2 separate regions of the Sus scrofa genome follow, and region 2 is linked to region 1. Evidence: chromatin contacts called from public Hi-C data. All regions are on one chromosome and are shown on one strand. Each heading gives the region's core, a stretch centred on a gene start, on an enhancer-like site or on the middle of the called end of the contact. The rest is flanking DNA. Distances are from core to core; before and after follow the strand shown.

The links. A called contact is a pair of places that touch in the nucleus more often than the background predicts.
Region 2: a Hi-C map of embryonic fibroblasts shows a contact between it and region 1, with 4 times the contacts expected there. The contact joins the enhancer-like site here to the promoter of SETBP1 in region 1. A contact is called at or near these places in 7 of 47 Hi-C or Micro-C datasets (embryonic fibroblasts, heart right ventricle, mesenteric adipose tissue and 4 more).

What each region holds. Positions count from the first base shown.
Region 1 is chr1:94,293,567-94,297,748 of Sscrofa11.1, forward strand. It overlaps SETBP1 (SET-binding protein), which reads left to right and starts at 1,766. Exons shown (of 7, transcript XM_021092436.1): 1 at 1,766-2,383.
Region 2 is chr1:95,252,508-95,256,689 of Sscrofa11.1, forward strand. The region is part of intron 3 of SLC14A2 (urea transporter 2); the gene reads left to right. Among named protein-coding and RNA genes, the nearest start is that of SLC14A1, 100 kb to the right of the region's middle. Within about 2 kb of position 1,969, at least 19 of the 83 cell types and tissues checked have an H3K27ac peak or open chromatin away from gene starts, as enhancers often do. A contact at or near this core is called in embryonic fibroblasts, mesenteric adipose tissue, omental adipose tissue and 2 more, where this site is marked.

The DNA of each region.
Region 1 (4,182 bases), core at 516-3,015:
ATCTGGCTCTCAAGCCTTGTAGGGGCATGATTATCTTGCAGCTCCTTGCAGTATCTCTGGTGTGGCCTGGGAGAGGGAGGGAGTATCATTATAGTCATTTTACAGGTTAGGCATAGGGTTGTCTAATGCACAAAATGACAGCCCATCTGGCAGCCAGTCAGTTATTTGGTGATATCAGAGGAACATTTATTCTTGCCTACATTTAGTGGCATTGCCCATGCAAGGCACAGACCTGTCCTCAAAACTTTTATCTTGGTTAGAAAAACAGGTTTTAGAGGGAAAAAGGTATATTCGTAAAAAGGGGAAAAGGAAAGGGCTATGTTAAACAGGTAATAAATGTGGGGCAATTCTCAAGAGAATATTATTTTTGATCTCACCCTCATACCATTTCTGTGTCTGTGCTCCATGTACTTTGTAAACATCTCCTTTCTGATATTTCCATACATTAGATGTAGTTCAAAGTTTGCATGCCAGTCTCTCACTGGGTTATGAATTCTGAGTTTGAATCTCTAGTTGCTGCCATCATGTCTGAGATAGTTCATGCTACATAATTATTTGCTGAATGACTGCAAGATGCTGGCATTGGAGATTGTTTAGGACTAAGAGACCTGTGTTGTGTGCATTCCTATCAGCTACTCAGATTATCTCTTTATTTTCTCAAGGTTCCCAGGGCTCTGAGAATAGGTATCTTAAACTCTACTCAAGGTCTTTAAGAAAAACCACTTGCAAACCCCCTTAAACCATTTCTGTCCTATATTGTCCTATAATGTAGACATGCCCCTGAGGGGTTCCATTTCTCAGTTGCCCGAGGTTGCAAATGAGTGGCCTGAATAGGTCCCCTTTGCAATCCGAAAACAAACAGCCAAATTAAAATACCACCATATTTTGTATGAACTGAAGATATTCCATTTTATTCTTTCCACTATCCTGAATAGAGAACTGCATGCCAACGTCATCTCAAGGTGTCTTTCCCGTCATCAATTGTCCAATTTTTGTGAATAACTAGAAAATGCACATACGCATCTGAAGGCATACGTGTCGCTTAACAAAAAAATAACCCCCTGAAATGTAATTACCAGATTAAAAAAAAAAATGCACCCAGTTTCAGAGCCTATCACATCTCCCGCCTCGGAACACAGCTCCCCCAACACTGCTCCTGTTGTGTCAGATAGCGGCAGTGTTGAGCCCCGGAGCCGGCGCCTAGTCCGCCGCGGTCCCCGCGGCCGCCCAGTTTCCGCGGCGGACTCGGGCGCGCAGAGACACTGGGCCTCGAGGGCGCTGGGGAAGCAAGAAGGGCGCGGGGGGCGACGAGGGGTCCCCGATCCGCCTCCACGAACTGTGTTCCTTCTCCCGCTCAAGATCCCCACTCTTCCCAATTGATCGAAATTCACAAAAATTCACTGAGGGAGGGTGAAGGGAGAGGTGCTTGTTGGTTACTGGTTGTGCCACCCCCGGCGCAAGTAGGAAAGCGGCCCCCGGCCGGTTGGGCAAGAGGTGTGGGAGCCCGCGCCCCCTCCGAAGCAGATCGCGGGGTGGCGGTCCCCGCTCAGCTCCGCCGCGCGGCCGCTCCGATCCTCCCCCTCCCCCGCCCGCGCCCTCCCCCTTCCTTTCACTAGGACTCCGGGACTCGGGAGAGGGCGCGGGAGGCAGGCACTTGGGCCCGACCCCACTCCAGCGCTCGCCGGGGACGGGGGCGGGTGGCGAGGGGACGCGACGGGGGCGCGGGGCGGGCGCGGTCATGGAGCGGCGGCGGCGGCGACGGCGGCAGCAGTAGCGACCGCGGGCGAACGAGCCGGCGGGCAGGGCCGCCCGGCGCCGCGGAACGAACTGCACAGCTCAGCAAAAGCGCCCTCGCCCTCCGCGCGCTGCCTCCTGCGAACCCATAGCCGGCAACATTTTTTAAGGCTCCAATCCATCCTTTGAAGAAAAGAAAAAAAAATAGCATTGATTGGAGAGACGGGGATATATATAATTGGGGGGGGGCCCTTCTGCTAAAATTAGCCGGGCTTGCGGCGCGCGGTGTGCGAGTGTGTGCGTGCGTGTGTGTGTGTGTGTGAATGTGATTACTCCAGGACTCCTCGGGCTCCGGAGACGCCATTTTCCCCCTTGATATCTCTCTCCGTAAATCGGTGGCGCGGCGGAGGCGGCCGCGCCGGGCGGGAAGCGCTGGGCCGTTCTGGGCGCCCGCCGCTCGCCTCCGCCTCCGCGCGCCCGGGGGCCCCGGCGCCCCCCGAGCGAGGGCGGCCAGCCCGCTGCTCGCCGTGTGACAGATGCTCATCGCCATGGAGTTGCCGCAGCAGCACCTTCGGGGGCTCGGGCGAGCTACGGGAGCCGGGATCTGAGCGAGCGCTGGGCCAGCGGAGCCGGAGCCGCCGGGACGTGGGTGAGCACGCGCGGCGACCTTGGTCCGGGAGCCGGGCGCCGAGCCTCCCGCCGTACCGCGGGCCCCCGCACGCCCGGGGTCGGGGGCGGTGTGTGTTCTCTGCATGCAAAAGTTAACGTTGCCTCGCTGGGGCTTTGACTTTGCACCGGGCGGGAAGGGGAGTCGGGGCCGAAGGGGCGGGATGCAGGTCCCGGCGAGGCTGCCGAGGATGGGCGCAATTCCGGCCCGTCGGCTGTGGGCAGTGATGCTGGCTCATTTGGAGTGGCTCGTTGGTGGCGGCGAGGGTGGCAGCATCGGGCTGGAGGTCTGGGACCTTACTGAGCTTGGCCTAATCTGATCTCCCCCACCCCCTGCCGCCGCCGCCGCAGCCTTTTGCACCCTCCCTCGGTCCGGCAGCCGGCTGCTGGAGCTGGCGGGTTTGGCTTTGGTGGAGTGGACTCGAGAGGGGGAGGGGGTAAGGAAAGGGGTGGGAAGGCGGCAGGATATTTCCCCCCCCCTCTTTGTAACTTGCAGGTTAAGTGGAGCTAGAGAGCTACATTGTATATAGCTGAATTTTTTGGGGGGTGGGGGGGGAGAATATATCAGAATCTAACGTGTCGTTGATAGAAAGAAGAACAGGGAAGAAGTGGTCCAGCCGGCGAAGGTTGGTGTGTGCTTGTGTCGTGGCTCTGTGTTAGTCTTTTCCTTAAAATCTTAATCAATGGATTTGAGTCTCTTTCTCCTGCTCTCTGGTTTTGGGACTCTGAAAAGACAGGAATTCCCTTAAAAGCAGGCGAATGCCTTTTTTGAAAGCACGCATTGTGTGTGTTTCTAGAGGAGTCGTGGGCTTGGGAATTAACGACAGGCTTCCCCGTTCGGTGGTTTCCAGTGGGAAATAACTCCTGAAAGGGAACCCTTCAGTATCGATTTATTGTTTTTGTCTTTCAAACCACTATCTCTTTGACTAAAATACTGTCCGAGAAGTTCCACAGAGACAAAGTCAGGTAAACTGGACTGGGCAGATCTTTAGCAAGATGGTGATAATGCTGATGCTGTTTTTGGTGTCTGTTTGTGATGGAAGCATTGTTGGGTAATAGCAATTTCTGATCGGTAGAGCATGCTGGCTCTACAAAAATAAGTAACTACCGAAATGCTGTCTTCCAGTCCCCATCCCCTACACGCGGCAACACCCCTCCTCCCACGACCCACACCAGTTACAATTCTGAAATAAGATCCAAGTGGAAATATTTTCCTTGGAGATCGGAAAGTTGTGCCAGTTGAAGTACGAGGTGAGGCTAGAGAGACTGGGAATGTGGGGAGAGGGCTCTATTGACCCTCGATGCTGCATTTATTCTTTAGGTGTGTCTTTGTGGGTTCTGAGGGTGTGTGTATTGGTCTAAGAGGACTGTTGAGGGAAGGATTTCCGATTTGTTTCCGCTTCAAATAAACTGTCCTGATAATCTCATGGTTGACATCTAATGCTAAAAGGCCAATTTGTGAGTCTATCCCTGCAGAAGCTCTCCTCCCAAAGGGCAGTTTATTTTGGAATTCTACCACAGCTACTTTTCCTTCTAAACCTCCTCTTTCCCCTCCACCACTAACCACACCTTTTTCCCTAAAGTTAGTTGGAGTCCATAGGCTGTATAGAAATACTAATATTACTTGTTTTTCTCTGACATTATTTTTTTCATTCCTTTATTCTTCAATCCTCTTTTTAATCTTTTCTGGTAAGTTTGTGCAAAAAAAACCTAACTTCATAAAGTTGCTGTTGCCAAAACTATCTGGAAGGGCCCCTCCCCATCTCTTACCATCCTGTAGTT
Region 2 (4,182 bases), core at 719-3,218, 960 kb after region 1:
CCAGGGCATTCTGTTGTCCCCTCAAAGGAGATGTGTGTTTGTGTGCACTGCATCCAAAGACCAAAATCCAAGACAGACCCCAAGAACAGTGGCAGGCTCACCAGGCTCTGGTCTCTGTGTGGGAGGAGCAGCATCTTCAGGGAAGAGTCCAGGATCCATAGCAAGGAGTTGATGATGCAAAAAGAGCCAGGTCTGAGCCTTAGGAGGCAGGGACAGGCCCAGCTCCTGTGTTGACCCCCATGGAACTGTAGGCAGCCGCCCTCACTTCTCTGAGCCTGTGACATGAGACTACACCAGCCTACTTCTCCCCACATCATGGCATCTTTTGAGGAAGCAAATGCTTCATGAAATGTGAAATACTATGTGCATGAAGTTTTACAGCAGTGCAGAATTTGTCACGTTCACAGAGTGTGCCTGTGTATACTTGTGTGTGAGTGAGTATAAGTGTGTATTTGTGTGTATGTGTGCACGAGATATATGTGAGAGTGTGTGGGTGTATGTGCATGTACATGAGTGCATGTGCAGAGTATCCTGTGAGTGTATGAGTGTGTATGTGTGAATGCGTGAGTGTGTGTGTGTGTGCACATGACTGCATGTGTGGATGAGAGTGTGCATGTAGGGTGTGTGTAGGTGTGTGGCTGTTACACTGTGAAACAGATACCAACCCCCACAGGTCAAAGGCAAGGTCAGAACACCTGTGGGTGATCAGGAAGTCACCATGGTAACAATGGGGGTGGGTTGGGGACAGGATCCAGGTGGACAATGGAGAACAACACACTTGAAGAGAATCAAGCCTGAGGAGGCCTCCTGCACAGGAAAAGGACAAGTGCTGTGGACGGAGAAGCTAGAAATCAGCTCAGGCACAGGGGCCCAGCCCAGAGGCAGAACCACAGCAGAGCGAGGACAGTTGCCACTTTTGAGGCTGCTTAACTTTTCCCTCAAGTAGCCCCAACTGACCCACACATTGTCCCCAGGTGGTTTGAAGACACACCTGAAGCAGCCACCTACAGACTCAAAATGTTTGAAAATAAGAAAGTGTGCACTCTACTTTGTAATATGCCATATTTGCTTAAATATACAACTATTTCCCTCCAAAAACATTTCACCCCCAGAGCAGCGAGCTCCCCTGTGCCACCTGAGCCCCACGGGTCATGCCTGGAGGTGGCAAGACAGGTGCAGAGCACCTCAGAAGCTTTTGGGGCCATGGCATGACCAAGCAGTGTTTGAAGATGACTCATCCATCACCAGTGGTGACATGGAGAGGACTAGGGGGCCGGCCTGGACAGGGGAGGGCCTGGCCCAGTGGCAGAGAGCAGACTAATGTAGGTTGGGGCCCTCAAGCAGAAGTATGGTGGCCCAGTAATGGCTGCTGTTGGGATGGTGAGACAGGGGCCAGTACCCAGCCTGGGGAAGGGTCAGACCACTTGAGAAGTGTCCGCCGAGAAGGGCGTGGGCACCCCTCTGAATATCCTTCCAAACACAGGTGAAAATCTGAGGAAGCATTGTTGTGCTGTGGCATAGGCCAGCAGCTACAGCTCTAATTCTACTCCTGGCCTGGGAACCTCCATATGCCTCAGGTGCGGCCCTAAAAAAGCGAAGGAAAAAAGAAAGAAGAAAGAAAGAAAGAAAGAAAGAAAGAAAGAAAGAAAGAAAGAAAGAAAGAAAGAAAGAAAGAAAGAAAGAGAAAGAAAGAAAGAAAGAAAGAAAAAGAAAGAAGGAAAGAAAGAAAGTCTAAGGGAGAGATCAAAGGTCCAGCCTCTTACTCTCATCCCACATAGGCTCCTGAGCCTTTCAGCTGAGGGCCCTGGTTAGATTCCCAGCCCTGGTCCTGCAGGAGAGCCAGCAAGATAGGCACCAACTGTGCAACCCCAGAGTCTGTGCATGGCTCAGAGGACCCATGCTGCCCCAGTCCCTCCCAGCTTGACCCTCTGGCCCCAGTGAGTCAGGCTCTGCTCAGCCCACATTAGACTCACTGGGCTGGAGCTGCCAAGAAAAGCTCTGAGCCACCCCTAACAAGAGGCAGCTCTCAGCCAGCCTCTTACACAACTGGCCCTGAGAAAGGCACCTCTCACCTTGGCCCAATGGCTGGCCAGGCCCCTTCCTCTTTTCCCCTGCCTATCTGTCTAGTGACCAAGACTCTCTCTCAGCCTTATCCCTCCCTGACCTCCGTGGGGATCCAGCCCACAGGCCTATTCTGTCCCTATTCCAGCATCCACTCAGCCATGCGCAGCTGATTTCAACCTTTCAGCAGCTGGCCACGCGGTTCAGAGATCAGCAGAGCCCCTGGTGCAGGGACTCAGCCAGCTCAGCGAGGTCCTTTCAGAGCAAGGTCCCTGCCTTTTATTCTGCTGTCTCTGTGATCCAGTGGCAAGATGGCAGAGAGTCTGGAGATCTTGTCTGGTGAGCCAAGTCGAGGGATGCTCAAGAGGTCCAGCGTAGAGAAAGGAAGGCTTAGAGTTAATCTCTGCAGTGTTCTCATGTGTGATGGGGGGGGTGTGTCCTGTGCCAACAGGATGACAGAACTGGAACCAGTGATGGGTAAAACCCAGAGGCTTGATGTCAGCTCTCCGGACCCAAGGGTTTCCAGTAATCAGAGCTGTTCACAGTGAGAACAGCCTGCCTCATGGGGTCATGGGACTGCAGCCAACAGTCGGAGGCACTACAAAATGTTTGAGAGAGGCAAAGGATATCCCTTTCAATCTTGAGACTGTAGAGACTTATGGAAATTCTCCTTTCCCATAATCACAAATTCCCATAATTGCAAAGCCTTGGGCAAAATGTATCAATGCAACACAAATTTTGGAAAACTTAATCATGTTTCCTTCTCCAGAACTTCAGCAACCTCCTAACTCAGGTGGGTGCAAGATGACATACATGAGACTACTTTAGATTCAGCCCCAGGACAAGGTCTCCTTCAGACTTAAACCCGACAGGCCACAGGGAGGGACAGCTACATACTGATGCACACCAAAAACTCCAGAAACCCCTTAATTTCAGGCCCTTTCCTCTCAAATGTGCAAGCGTGTGCCAGGGAGGGTGCAGCCTCTCCCCACTGGGCATGTTCTTGCATGGGTGCCAGAAACAGACAGCCTTTTAGAGAAAAGAGCCAGAAGGAGAATTTCAAAATGAGAGCAATACAGTGGGAGCCATCTTTGCTAATGTTGGGAGAACTAGGGTCCAAATTTACCACCGAGAACTCTTCACAGTATGGCTTCTGACACACAGCTTCACTTTGTCTTGCCAGCTGACCCCTACTCCAGCAGGTCTACCCCTGGGATCTTCTGGCACAAACCAGGTGTGTATTTTTTGCAGGCGTTTCCTTGGCCTGGCGTCTTCGCCTCCCACTTGCCTGCTCAGCCAAGTCCTGGTGTGAAAGCCTGGGCAGGTCTCCCCAGGGGCCTGGGAGGTTGGGGAACTGCCCTGAACGCTTACAGCAGCCCCAGCGGCCCTGCCCCCACCCCACTTTCCCTCCACTCTGAGTCTGCTGACGGTAGCCTGGCAGTTGTGGTCCCCCTGGGGAAGCCTAAGGGCACACAGTAGGGATCCAACAAAGAGCTTCTTACAAAGAGGAGGGAAGGGCTCGGTGTGGTGCCTTTGGGCAGGCCCCTTCTGGGAACACGAGGCCAGGCTTTTTGGAGAGATGTGAGGCTGATCCAAACAGCCCTTTCTGTCCATATTTCTGAGGGAGAAGAGGAGGTACAGGCAGCCAAGGAGAGCGTTCTCACGCCAAGCGGATAATTATGTGTTCTTGGAAGCAGGTTTAATGGACTGGCTCAGAGCTGAGCCGGGGATAGGCTCTGAGGCTGGCCGCCTTCAGACGGGGACGTGGCCCGGGCAGCAATTTCATCGTCCAGTTTTAACAAGTGGCCGCCGCCTTATGGAAACTTTTGAAAGGCTTTCTGTTTCTGACCCGCCAGCTTGCACGTCATCTGGTTGTTTTAGCCATTTTTCCCTTCAATTGGGGAGCACACAAATAGAGGAAACTAAAAATCACTGAGGGCCTACTGTGTGCCAAGAACCAAGCAGCAATTTCATTGTCCCAAGAACCCATTAGAAGGGGAGGAACAGAGGCCCACGCAGCACCTCGTGGCAGGGAAAAGAGTGAGGCTGGGCATCTCAGCTTCCACAGCCTGTGCTCTTTCCAAACGGTGACCTTCTCTTTACAAGGCCATTTTTGCTGCA